Linked DNA regions of Mus musculus: all the other regions are linked to region 1. The links are chromatin contacts, called in public promoter capture Hi-C maps. All regions are on one chromosome and are shown on one strand. Each heading gives the region's core, a stretch centred on a gene start, on an enhancer-like site or on the middle of the called end of the contact. The rest is flanking DNA. Distances are from core to core; before and after follow the strand shown.

The links. Promoter capture Hi-C pulls out the DNA fragments that hold promoters and counts their contacts.
Region 2: a promoter capture Hi-C map of hippocampal neurons shows a contact between it and region 1, with 6 times the contacts expected there. The contact joins the enhancer-like site here to the promoter of Ido1 in region 1. A contact is called at or near these places in 13 of 39 promoter capture datasets (the 3T3-L1 cell line, 3T3-L1-derived adipocytes, the C10 cell line and 9 more) and 1 of 9 other capture datasets (liver).
Region 3: a contact with region 1 is called in a promoter capture Hi-C map of hippocampal neurons, with 15 times the contacts expected there. The contact joins the enhancer-like site here to the promoter of Ido1 in region 1. A contact is called at or near these places in 15 of 39 promoter capture datasets (the 3T3-L1 cell line, 3T3-L1-derived adipocytes, the C10 cell line and 9 more), 19 of 484 Hi-C or Micro-C datasets (the AML12 cell line, adipose-derived mesenchymal stem cells, brown adipocytes and 11 more), 1 of 115 datasets of contacts at active chromatin or transcription factors (bone marrow-derived macrophages) and 2 of 9 other capture datasets (adipose tissue and liver).

What each region holds. Positions count from the first base shown.
Region 1 is chr8:24,594,941-24,598,708 of GRCm38.p6, reverse strand. Ido1 (indoleamine 2,3-dioxygenase 1) reads left to right here and starts at 1,757. Exons shown (of 10, transcript NM_008324.2): 1 at 1,757-1,868. The coding sequence starts at 1,770. Gm51565 (a long non-coding RNA gene) reads right to left here and starts at 3,098. Exons shown (of 2, transcript XR_003947523.1): 1 at 2,689-3,098; 2 at 1,265-2,066.
Region 2 is chr8:23,312,666-23,316,433 of GRCm38.p6, reverse strand. No RefSeq gene overlaps it. Among named protein-coding and RNA genes, the nearest start is that of Gm24335, 24 kb to the right of the region's middle. Within about 2 kb of position 1,968, at least 9 of the 459 cell types and tissues checked have an H3K27ac peak or open chromatin away from gene starts, as enhancers often do. A contact at or near this core is called in hippocampal neurons, where this site is marked.
Region 3 is chr8:23,594,349-23,598,116 of GRCm38.p6, reverse strand. No RefSeq gene overlaps it. Among named protein-coding and RNA genes, the nearest start is that of Gm30471, 52 kb to the left of the region's middle. Within about 2 kb of position 1,901, at least 9 of the 459 cell types and tissues checked have an H3K27ac peak or open chromatin away from gene starts, as enhancers often do. A contact at or near this core is called in hippocampal neurons, where this site is marked.

The DNA of each region.
Region 1 (3,768 bases), core at 508-3,007:
TCATCAAAAGGGATGATGTGGTTTCTGGTTTGGTTCGGTATTTCACAAGAACAAGTCATGGCTCTACAGAGCGAGACACTTTCTTTTATATATATATAAAAATATATATATTTTATTACGTATTTTCCTCAATTACATTTCCAATGCTATCCCAACAGTCCCCCACACCCTCCCCCCCACTCCCCTACCCACCCATTACCACTTTTTGGCCCTGGCGTTCCCCTGTACTGGGGCATATAAAGTTTGCCTGTCCAATGGGCCTCTCTTTCCAGTGATGGCTGACTAGGCCATCTTTTGATACATATGCAGCTAAAGTCAAGAGCTCCGGGGTACTGGTTAGTTCATAATGTTGTTGCACCTACAGGGTTGCAGATCTCTTTAGCTCCTTGGATACTTTCTCTAGCTCATCCATTGGGAGCCCTGTGATCCATCCAATAGCTGACTGTGAGCATCCACTTATGTGTTTGCTAGGCCCCGGCCTAGTCTCACAAGAGACAGCTATATCAGGGTCCTTTCAGCAAATGCTTGCTAGTGTATGCAATGGTGTCATCGTTTGGAGACTAATTATGGGATGGATCCCTGGATATGGCAGTCTCTAGATGGTCCATCCTTTTGTCTCACCTCCAAACTTTGTCTCTGTAACTCCTTTTATGGGTGATTGTTTCCAATTCTAAGAAGGGGCAAAGTGTCCACACTTTGGTCTTCGTTCTTCTTCAGTTTCATGTGTTTTACAAATTGGCGAGGCACTTTCTTAAAATTAATTAATTAATTAATTAATTAATTAAAAACCCATACAAAACAAAACAACAACAAACCCAAAATCCATTTCATCAAAGTGGACATAAACTTAGGAGTTCTCTGTACACCTTTACCAGAGTCTCAATTTTGTATTGCAAGGAATGTTTTTAGTTATTTGACGCTGCTCTTTACTTTTGAACACATTAGAGAATCTCCAGGTGGGCAGGGCTGAGAGCTTGTCAGGAGTCGGTCCCTGGCAGCCAGATAGAGTAGGAAAGGTGGACCACCTTCCAAGATATGGCTTACAAATCATGTGAAGAAGTGAACCCTCCATTAGCCTTAGCACAGACAAGAACCTAGGGAAGAAAACTAGGGGGAAGGGTCTGGTGATGATCCCCCTCTGTGCTACTTCTGAGGCTGACTCTCCTGTGTGTCCCAGGTTGTGTTTCAGAGCTGGAGAGACAAAACACTGACATTTAAAACAGGACATAAGTTCCCTCGTGTGAAAGCCAATAACGGACAGCTATTGCTAGTTCGGCTGTCTTTATTTTAAACCCAAACTCTGAACGTTTTCTAAAGCAAAATGCATTCTCCTGGTCACCTGTCCTCATGGTTCTTGTCATGTGAGTTGGGCACTTTGTGGCTTGAACACCCAATCCTCCTGCTGGGGTAACAGGTGGCCACCCAAACCACTGATGGGGTGGTTTCCAGGGCCGAGGCCTGAGTGTGCACTCGGTCACCATAATTGGCACTGGGAAGCTGAGGCCATCAGAGCCAACAGTTGATGTCCTTATGGGATAAATCTGATAAGAAACACAAATGTTTAGTTTCTTCATATGACGAAGAGAGATCCTTTGTGGTTTGGTTGTTTATCAAATTGCAAATACATAAAACAGAAAATGAAACTGTCCCAGGTGGAAGCCACTTCTCCCCGAGTATTACGTGTCAGCTGTGGGGTTTGGCTAAACCCTATAAGAGATGCTGGGACATTCCTTCAGTGGCCAAGTGGGGGGTCAGTGGAGTAGACAGCAATGGCACTCAGTAAAATATCTCCTACAGAAGGTTCTAGAAGGATCCTTGAAGACCACCACATAGATGAAGATGTGGGCTTTGCTCTACCACATCCACTGGTAAGAAAAGTGAAAATCTGCTTTGTCCTCATTATTTATCTCGACAGATGAATTTCTAAGTAAGCAGCTCTGTCTCAGGTTCTCTTAAGCGAATGAGTGATGTCAAATTCAGAGCCCACTTACAAAAAGGGAGCCTGGCTGCTCTTCAGTGTTTCTTCTTCTTCTTCTTCCTCAAAATCCAGCCCTTACTTTCTTAACCTGGAAATGTGAAGTGGTGAGGGAAGGGGCACATGAGAAGTCTTTTTAGTTTCGTGAAGGAAACGGGCTCATAGAAGGGAAGCCAGTTTGTCACAATGACTTTTCCAGCACGGTGTCCTGAAACAGCAACATTCAAATGCCCAGAGCCATAGAAACATTTCTCTTCTGAACCTTATCAAATGGATCGATCTGTGCTCCTCACTGATTTCAGTATATGAGATGATAGATCAAGCAACTTTTGTTTCATACTAATAATGCTTGTGGTTTGCCAAGCATAATCCAAAGGAAGGTATGAACAACCTTGATTGTGCTTTTGTGCAAGTTTTGGAATCCAAGTGCGGTGCATGTGGGGGAAATGCCTCGTGTCTCAACCAGGTACAGTGGGAAACAACTATAGTTCCATCACCCAGGAGTCAGAGGCAGGGGCATAGCCTCAAATTCAAGGCCAGACAGTCTTAAATAAAACAAAAGCTGAGAACGCACTGAACAAACAAAAATTATGTCATTAAATTGGACTGCAAAAACGCCACGCATACCAATTTATCATTCACATCTTCATTATCAACACTTACGGAAAATAGCAAAGAAGCAAAATACTCGTTTAGAGGTGCCCCATGCTCACCTAGTCTCACTAAGACCCGAACAGAGTAAGTAGTCAGTCGCACGTTTTGAGCTCGGGTGACTCTAGGACCCAGACGCAAAGAGCCATGGAGCCAGGAAGGCACAGATCTAGGGGCAGTGGGCTAGAGACTGGGATCAGATATGGAAAACCAAGGCAGTTCCCGGGAAGGCGAGGCACGGGTACACTGCAGAATTAAGGGTAGCAGCGAGCCTGTATCAGCTCGCCCAGCCGGGAGCGATCTGAAGCATGCACCCCGCAGTGCTCACGAGGAGCATCCTGCGCAGCTCCCATCCAATCCAGTGGCTTGCTGCTTGGGGCGGGACTACAGTTTAGCATGCAGCCTCAGGCTCTCCCGTCTTTGGGCACCAAGCCTGATATCCTTGCTACAAGTGTCCTGGCGCCTGCATCTTTGGGTGCCCTGGCGTGCCTGGTTTTGAGGTTTTCGTGTATCCGGTCACGAATGTGGAACTGACCACCTCAGGGTTTAGCGCTGCAGTTCTCAACCTTCTTAATGCTGAAACCTTTTCTAAAGTTCCTCATGTTGTGATGACCCCGGACGGTAAAATTATTTTCGTTGCTACGTCACAACTGTAATTTTGCTACTGTTTTGAATTGTAATGTAAGTATCTGTGTTTTCCGATGGTCTTAGGTAGTCCCAAAAAGAATGCAGCCTCAAAGGGGTCACGACCCACAGGTTGAGAAACACTGCTCTAACAGGAAGCAGCCCTAGGGGTGGGACATTAGGACAGCACTGGGTGTGGTTCCAAGTTCTGGAGTTCATCTGGGGACATTGCCTGCATCTATGTAGTATTTATTTGTGTCATGTGATAGTAAATATGAGATTCAGGAGATACCTTTATTTGGATTTCTTTTTCATTTGGGGTGGGGCTGAAGTTACGTATGGTAGAGGAAGTAGACACCACCTATATAGCAGTCCCCTCCGGCATCAATAGCTTCGCTTTTTTCTTTCTTTCTTTCTTTCTTTCTTTCTTTCTTTCTTTCTTTCTTTCTTTCTTTCTTTTTTTTTTTTTGGTTTTGGTTTTTCGAGACAGGGTTTCTCTGTATAGTCCTGGCTGTCCT
Region 2 (3,768 bases), core at 719-3,218, 1.3 Mb after region 1:
GAAGCGGGTAAGGACCAGATTTCCTGGGTAAAAACAGCCATGGCTCAGGCCCCAAGGAAGGAGTATGTTTAAGGCCCTCTGCTTCTGACTTCTTTTCCTACCACTCATTTGAGGTTGAATAATGTCTCCCGAATTCATGTCCACCCAGAGAGCCTTAAAGAATGGCCTGGCTTTGGAAAAAAAAAAGAGCATATATAATTACCTAGAATCAAAGACGGTGTTGAGAGCGTGCTGAATCAATGTGGCTTGCAAATCTAACGAGTCTTCTAAACTAGAAACAAGGCCCCACTGAGAGTACACAGAGTAAGCAGAAATAGGCAGATACCTTCTTCTGGAATTCTGAAGGCCCTATTTGCTAGAAGAGATAACTGGAGGACTCTTCCCCAGAGTCTTAAGGAGGACGGGGTGGCCTTGTGACACTTTGATTCCAGATTTCTAACTGCCACAGCTGATAGCCCCATACATGTCAGCCCTCTTAAGTCATGAGGTTCATTTGCGACAGCAGCCCTGAGAAAGCCGTATGGACACAGACACCTTCTACATTTGTCTTCAGGCTCTTGGGTCTCCTCATACAAGGTATGGAATAGATCTAGGATTGTATTACAGTATCAGGAGGCCTGATCCAAGAACCTGTGTGATTTTCTCCAAATCCCTTGACCTATTTGAGTCTCACATGTTTCCTGTATTAAGTAACAAGGTGAACTGTATTTTTCCTGTAGTTCTGAGAGCCAGAATTCCCCTAATTAATGATGTAGCCTAGAATCGGTACCATGAAAACAATCACCACCAGATGATCACACATTTCCGGAGCTAGGGGACCTGCCTGATGTGAGTGCAAGGGGACAATGCTCTGCTCCTCCGGCATGTGGATGTCACAGGAAAGCTGCTGGAGGTGGACAGTCCCTGGAAGGAAACCCATTCCACATTGACTTTACAAAACAATCCTGTATACCCGCTCACTGTTCCCAGCCAACGAGAGAAACACCGCATCAACATCTCTACATGGGACAGGGTGTTAGCTCAACGAACCACTCATACACACACATAGATGTGATCTATTCAGCGGCAGGCTGGTCATGCCACCTTGCTTTTGCAGAAGCAAGTCCTCCAATCTGGACTCTATTCCAGACTTCCTTTCACTTCATAAACATTTACCCTCCCCACCCCCCACCCCCAAACGTGCTGCCGACAGCCGTCCATGTGTCCCAACGGCTTGTCCTCCGTGCTCGGCGTTAGCATTCTAAACCTGGAAAAGATCTCAGGCCCTAACCTTGTTGGCTTTGTGCGAAGAAAGCACCAATGCCCACCCTGCTGAAGTTATCTGTGAGATACAATGAAAGTGATTGGAAAAAGTCCCACCTCCATTTCCAGGAACTCTCTGCCGTTTTCCCTGGAGAGAGGCACGTCTGACGTCTTGGCTGAAGACCCATTCATTCCTCTGTCTCATGAACGGAAAAACTGCCTGAGCTACCTTGTGTCTTCTAGACCACAGAAATTAAGTTTACAAGATTCCTTTCTCTATTCTATTCCCACCCCCCTTTAGAAAAACAGTGCAACAATCATTTTCAATCTGATCCAAGACCACAGGATTGTTTCCAATTCCCCGCACCGGTATCTCCTTCACTCCCGGGAGACCGTGGAATGTTCTCATGCTTCCCTCACGGGCTCATCATTCTAAGTTCCACGGGGTCCTCTTTGACAGGCTGGCAATTACGGCTCCCTGCAAGCTTCCAAGTTGACTGTAAAGGCCTCGGGGTCTCAAACACCCAGAAAACAGACTTTTTATGTTTTTATAAACTATAAAATTGTAATTGGATCAAACTTTGCATTCAAAGGCACATTCTTTGGGAATATTTTATATGCACATAAAACAGAGAAAATGTTAACATTATGATCTTAACTGTCTGCACATTGGAACGAGCTAAAAGTCAGGGAAATGCGGTCCATCTGGGCTCAGCTTTGAAACTAAATTATTTTGAGAGCACAACAGATGCCTCAGGGAAGTTTGACACGGCCCTCTCCAGCTCCTGTTATCTGGCGACTTGAAGTGGGGTTGAGGAGAGGGGGAAATGGTCTCATGGGGGGTGGGGAGGTGGAAAGGGTGGGGTCACTTCTTTTAAACCTTCCTTTCTCAAAACTGTGGTGTGGCTAACCCAGGAGCCTTAGCTGGAATGCCAATCCCTCCACAAGCTGGGCAAAACCGGGTTGGGCATGTGGTCTCAATGGCCAGGCTCTGGCTTCAGGTGCCTGGGGAGGCGTGAGGATCCTTTGAGATCCCCTCAGGCTTCATCCAATCATGTGGAGAAGGGAAACCCAGAAGTTTCTATAGCCTGTAAGCTTGTTTGTTCAAGCCTGTGCATCAGGTCTTTTTTAGCCTTGGTTGTGGAGTGCTAGAGCCTGCTGACTTCAGCTTGGATTGGTGTCTTGACAGGGGGAGGAGAAAACAGAGTAAAAGGTAAAATTTCCTTCCCTTGGAACTGGCCATGCTGCTCAGCTCCTTCGTTCTCCTGGCTAGCAGCAGTCTATTGCTCTTTAATGATCACATTTGCAAAGTGATCCCTGGTACACCGAGGGATTGAAGATCTGTAAAAGGGACAGTGAATAAAAGCTGGCCTCCTTGAAAGCAGAGGAGACACAAAGACCTTTTCCATGGGATACAGAAGGTCTGGGACAGGTTTAGGCCAAGTGCAAGATGTTCCCTTTAAGAATAAAAAAATGTGCTCTCAGAATGTGCTAATCAGGGAGGATTAGACAACACTAAAGACTTGTCCTGGAAATTTTACCATTTATCCTCCCAAAAATCTTACAGGAACATTTGTTTAAAAATTTTTTATTTTGGGTTGAAGAGATGGCTCAGGGGTTAAGAGCTCTGGCTGCTCTTCCAGAGGTTTTGAGTTCAATTCCCAGCAACCACGTGGTGGCTCACAACCATTTATAATGGGATCCAGTGCCCTCTTCTGATGTGTCTGAAGACAGCTACAGTGTACTTATATATAATAAGTAAATAAATCTTTTAAAAATATTTATTTTGGGGGCTGGAGATATGGCTCAGCAGTTAAGAGCACTGACTGCTCTTCCAGAGGTCCTGGGTTCAATTCCCAGCAACTACATGGTGGCTCACAACCATCTGTAATGGGTATCTGATGCCCTCTTCTGGTATGTCTGAAGACAGCTACAGTGTACTCACATACACGAGATAAATAAATAAATCTTTTTTAAAAATTTATTTTTATTTTATGTGTTTGAATGTTTGGCATGCATATATATGCCATACCACACGTGTGCCTGGTACCCATGGTATCTAGAAGAGGAAACTGGAGTTATAGGTGGGTGTGATTTGCCACATAAGTGCTGGAAATTGACCCCAGGTCCTTTGCAAATGTAGCAAAGGCTCTTATCCACTGAGCCATTTCTCTAAACAAGGAGTCTTTTGCAGAGCATCTTTTTCTTATTTTTTGGCAAATCCATACAAGAATACCATGTATCTTGATCATTTTATGCAATATTTCACACTGCTGTCCCTCCCACCTTAATGTCTTTTTATGGTGTCTGTAACCCACTGAGTGCAGAGGAATGTAATGTTTGATTAATCTTCCTGGCTTGATCGTAGACAGGTAAACATAGCCTCAGTCAGTCCATTAGCACAGCGGCCACGTCCTATCCAGAAGACAGAATTCCACAGCATGTCTCATGTGGCTGTGACATTTTATCTGCCCTGTCTTCCATGATGTCCACTAAACGTTGGGATGGGGAATGATATACATTTCC
Region 3 (3,768 bases), core at 652-3,151, 1.0 Mb after region 1:
GGGGCCCAGAGTGTGGTTGTATCCAAGAGCACAGGATTGATCCCTGGCAAACGGCTCGAGGCCCGAGGGCTAGATGCAGAAGTCAGAGTCTGAGGGAGACCTGCCCACCCCCATCCCACCATGTTTCTTCTTTGCAAAGTGGGTAGAAGTTTAGTGCTATGAGGTACTTGTTTGTGTGTGTGTTTGTTTGTTCTTTAAGTGTGCAGAAAGCAAGGAGATGGTTTGCTAGGCAAAAGTCTGGTGGTTGCTGATCTATTTGCCCTCTGAAGTGGGTCTGGTCTGCACCGTGCATGTTTTTCACCAGCCCAAGACCCCTGCCTGGGTAGCAGAAGAGGCCATTGAGCCTGCAAGAGTCACCTTGCAGCCCCCACTAGTAGCGCCTCAAGAGCCAGTAAAAATGGATACTTTAAGATGATACCGGCTTCCTCTATGAACTCCCCAGTACTCGTTTCCCTGGATATAGCTTTTCCAGCAACAGATATAGATGCCAGGGAATGAACTTTGAATACTCGGGTCCAGCCAGCACTTTGAGGAAAGGTGGCATTCTTTAGTATTATTCTGCAGAAATCGTTTTTTAGGGAAAGCCTACAGCAAGCAACATTTGGCTGTTTGATTACTAAGTCAGCTGTGAGCAAGAGGCCCATGTCCCACCCGGAGTCCAAGCCAGCTGTTCTGTTGGTTGCCTCTGCCATGTAGGACTTGGGCAGGGGTGGGGCGGTCCTGAAAATGCTGTCAGCTTCCAGGCAAGGTTCCTCCCCAGCTGCATCTTGCATCTGCCTCCCTTTGGGTGCTTGACTGTGAGTCACTTAGTGACACCTGCTTTCTGCTTGGAGAGACCACGGTGGCCTTCTGAGTCACACAGCTCAAAGTTCAGCAACAGCACTGTGCCTGCCAGGCTCCCTCCAGCGATGGATCACGACCAGGTGATTAGATGCTGGGGGGCGACCAGGGAATGAGAGTGAGGGTCCCAGAATCCCTAGTATGGAGAAGTCTTCCTCCATTGTCTAGTTCTGTGTCATCTCCATACCTGGAGTTGGGTTTATGTACAGAGATTTTTCTTTTCTAGAGTGATTATCTCATTTTTATTCATGTGTGCACATGGTTGTTTGGTTTTGTTAAGCCAATTTTTAAGAACAGTTCTCAGCACCTAAGAGGGGAAGTAGCCAGCCACAAGACTGGGGGAAGCCTCCCCAGTTCCTGAAGGAAGCAGGAGCTTGCGGGTCTGAGTGGGGAGAATCATTCCCCTGCCATTTTAAAGGGAGCGGCAAGAGAAAGCATTGCCTCCCACCAGGACAAATTACCTGAAACAGATACTGAGATCGTATCCACACCACAGTGAAAGAAAGAACTGCATCAAGGGGCGCTGCAGCTGTGGCTATCCACCCAATTGTTCTCCTTATCTCTCCCTCCCATACCCCTCTCTAACTATTCCGATTGATCCATTATGCGCACCCATTGAAATAGTGAAAGCTTTATTTGTTTTGATTTCTTTTTCTAAATTAAAAAAAGAAACTGTAATAAACAAACCTGACCAGTATGTCTGAGCACATATCCCCTCTGACATATTAACAGAGCCAAGTCAACATAAATGACATTTGGCAAGGATTGCTGTGAAACCCTGCTTAAGGCTGCGATGGCCGCGGAAGAGCGCATTTCCCGGGGAAGGTCTGCCACCGTGTGGAAGAGACTGGTGTTGCAGCTGTCTGTCCAAAAATCCCACAGCCCTTTGGGGGACTTCTTCACTAAGGACAAAGGGATTTTCTGAGCCAAAGCCCAGAGGTTAAAGCATAGCATGAAACGCCTCATAATTATTCTCAGCAAGAAGCCAATCCAGTCCCGCTCTCAATCATCTTGGAGCAGCAAGAGATATCAGCAATTAGCACTGATTTGGCTTAAAATGCCGGTCTCAGGCTCATTCCCTCTGAACTAGATAGCGTCTCTCCAGGAAAGACCCATCTACTAGAAGTAAGAAAGTTAATACTCACCTCGAGATATTTTATTTTTCTTTTTTTATTCATTAAAAGATAGCAAGAAAGGGGCAGGTTGGCTGGATTTTTTTTGTCATTACTTGCTTTGGGTATTTTCATGGCTAATAGACCACGGCTGTAATATCTACTTAGGTCCCCTTCTCAATGTACCTGGGGTAGTCAAGTTTGAGAGAGACATTCCTCCCACTGCAGCCATCAATCAGCTCCTTTGAGTCATTCAAATAATCCTATGGACAGAGTCTGCCTAAGAGGTTTGAGACCGGCCAAACACGATGGTCATACAAGACAGCAGAACCCTCCATCCTGGTGGGAAGGGTCTGCTAGTGACAAGGGGGGAATGTTTTAGCCAGAGCCCAGATGGAATGGGTGGCTTATCCACTTCGGAGATAGTACCAGTTCTCCCACACTACAAGGAGCCAGAGTAACAGTTCTAACCTGCCTCAGTAAAGCTGAATTGAAGGAGCTATGACCTTCTTCCTCGTCTCTCCAAGTGCCATGAATTTCCTTTCCCACTACTTAGGCCACCAGAATGAGCGTTCTCTCAACACTTGTCTGTCTCCCTAGTTGGAGTTCCCAGAAGGCTGGAATTGTTCCTTTGTATCTGCGGCCAGGATGGAGCTTGAGGCCAGACAGGGTAGAATACTTGTGGAGGAAGACAGAGAGAAGAGGGAGGTGGGACTTGAGTTAGTAGCCCTTGATGGGTGTTGGTAGGTCCTTAGGTGACAAGCTTTGTAAGTGCCTGTACCTCAGGCCCACATGCAAACAGTCCACTCCATACTATTCAAGGTCACCACTTACAGGTCCCCTCGGCAATCAGCAAGGACTAACACAAGTTATCTTCTCTGCCCTGATCTGTGCTGGCATTAGGTTAGGATGTGGCTCTGGGCTTTTGAATTTCCAACATCACTTCTGTAAAAATTCCAACCTGTACAACCGAAGTTAAAATAGGATATGCCACATACTTCATTTAATCCGCTCTTGTGTGAGGGTCAAGTTTTTCCTTCCTGGTTTTCTTCATGTAAAAACAAAAGGTGCCATTGGTAGGATGCATACCTGACACAAAGAAACAAATGCATGCCCAGGACTGTGTTCATCTCCCCGGGATTTTTGTGCAGAGGATAACAAAATTTATGCAACATTCACATCCTTCTTTGCCTGTTAGCAATATGGTCTGAATCTGACTCACTGTAATTAAGAGCAATCTCTCTCCTTTCTATCCCTGTGGAGACAGGTCCTCTCCATCCTGGTCCAGTCAATCGGTCTCCTCTTGTTGTATGACTTTCCCTGGGGATTATGAACAAATCTCTATTCACCCTAGGTAGGACACCAAAGACAAACCAAAGAGAATGTCACCCAAGTCTAGCTTCCTGAACCAGTGAGTTTACTGGAGTTATTTACTGGAGTGTGGGTGAAAGGCTACTTACAGGATCATGATTATAAAAGCAGTTTCATCACCAGCATGACCCAGCATGAATGATAATCTGTGAAAGCTCTCTATACCACTTGCAGGAAGCTTGACTGTTCATAAAATATCTTCTTTCCAGCAATTGTTACTGCCTGTATATTTGTAGAGTGTGTGTATGTGTGTGCGTGTGTGGGTGTGTAGGTGTGTGGGTGGGTGTGGGTGTGGGTGTACATGTGAACAGACACATTTTGGGTGGTCTTATTAGTCTAGTAAATTTCAGGAACTTCTTGAAACTTGAGAGTTGTTTTACTTCTCAAGTTTAAGGAGCCTCCCTCCAGGATGGGATATTTCACTTTGAGGAGTGTTACATCTTAA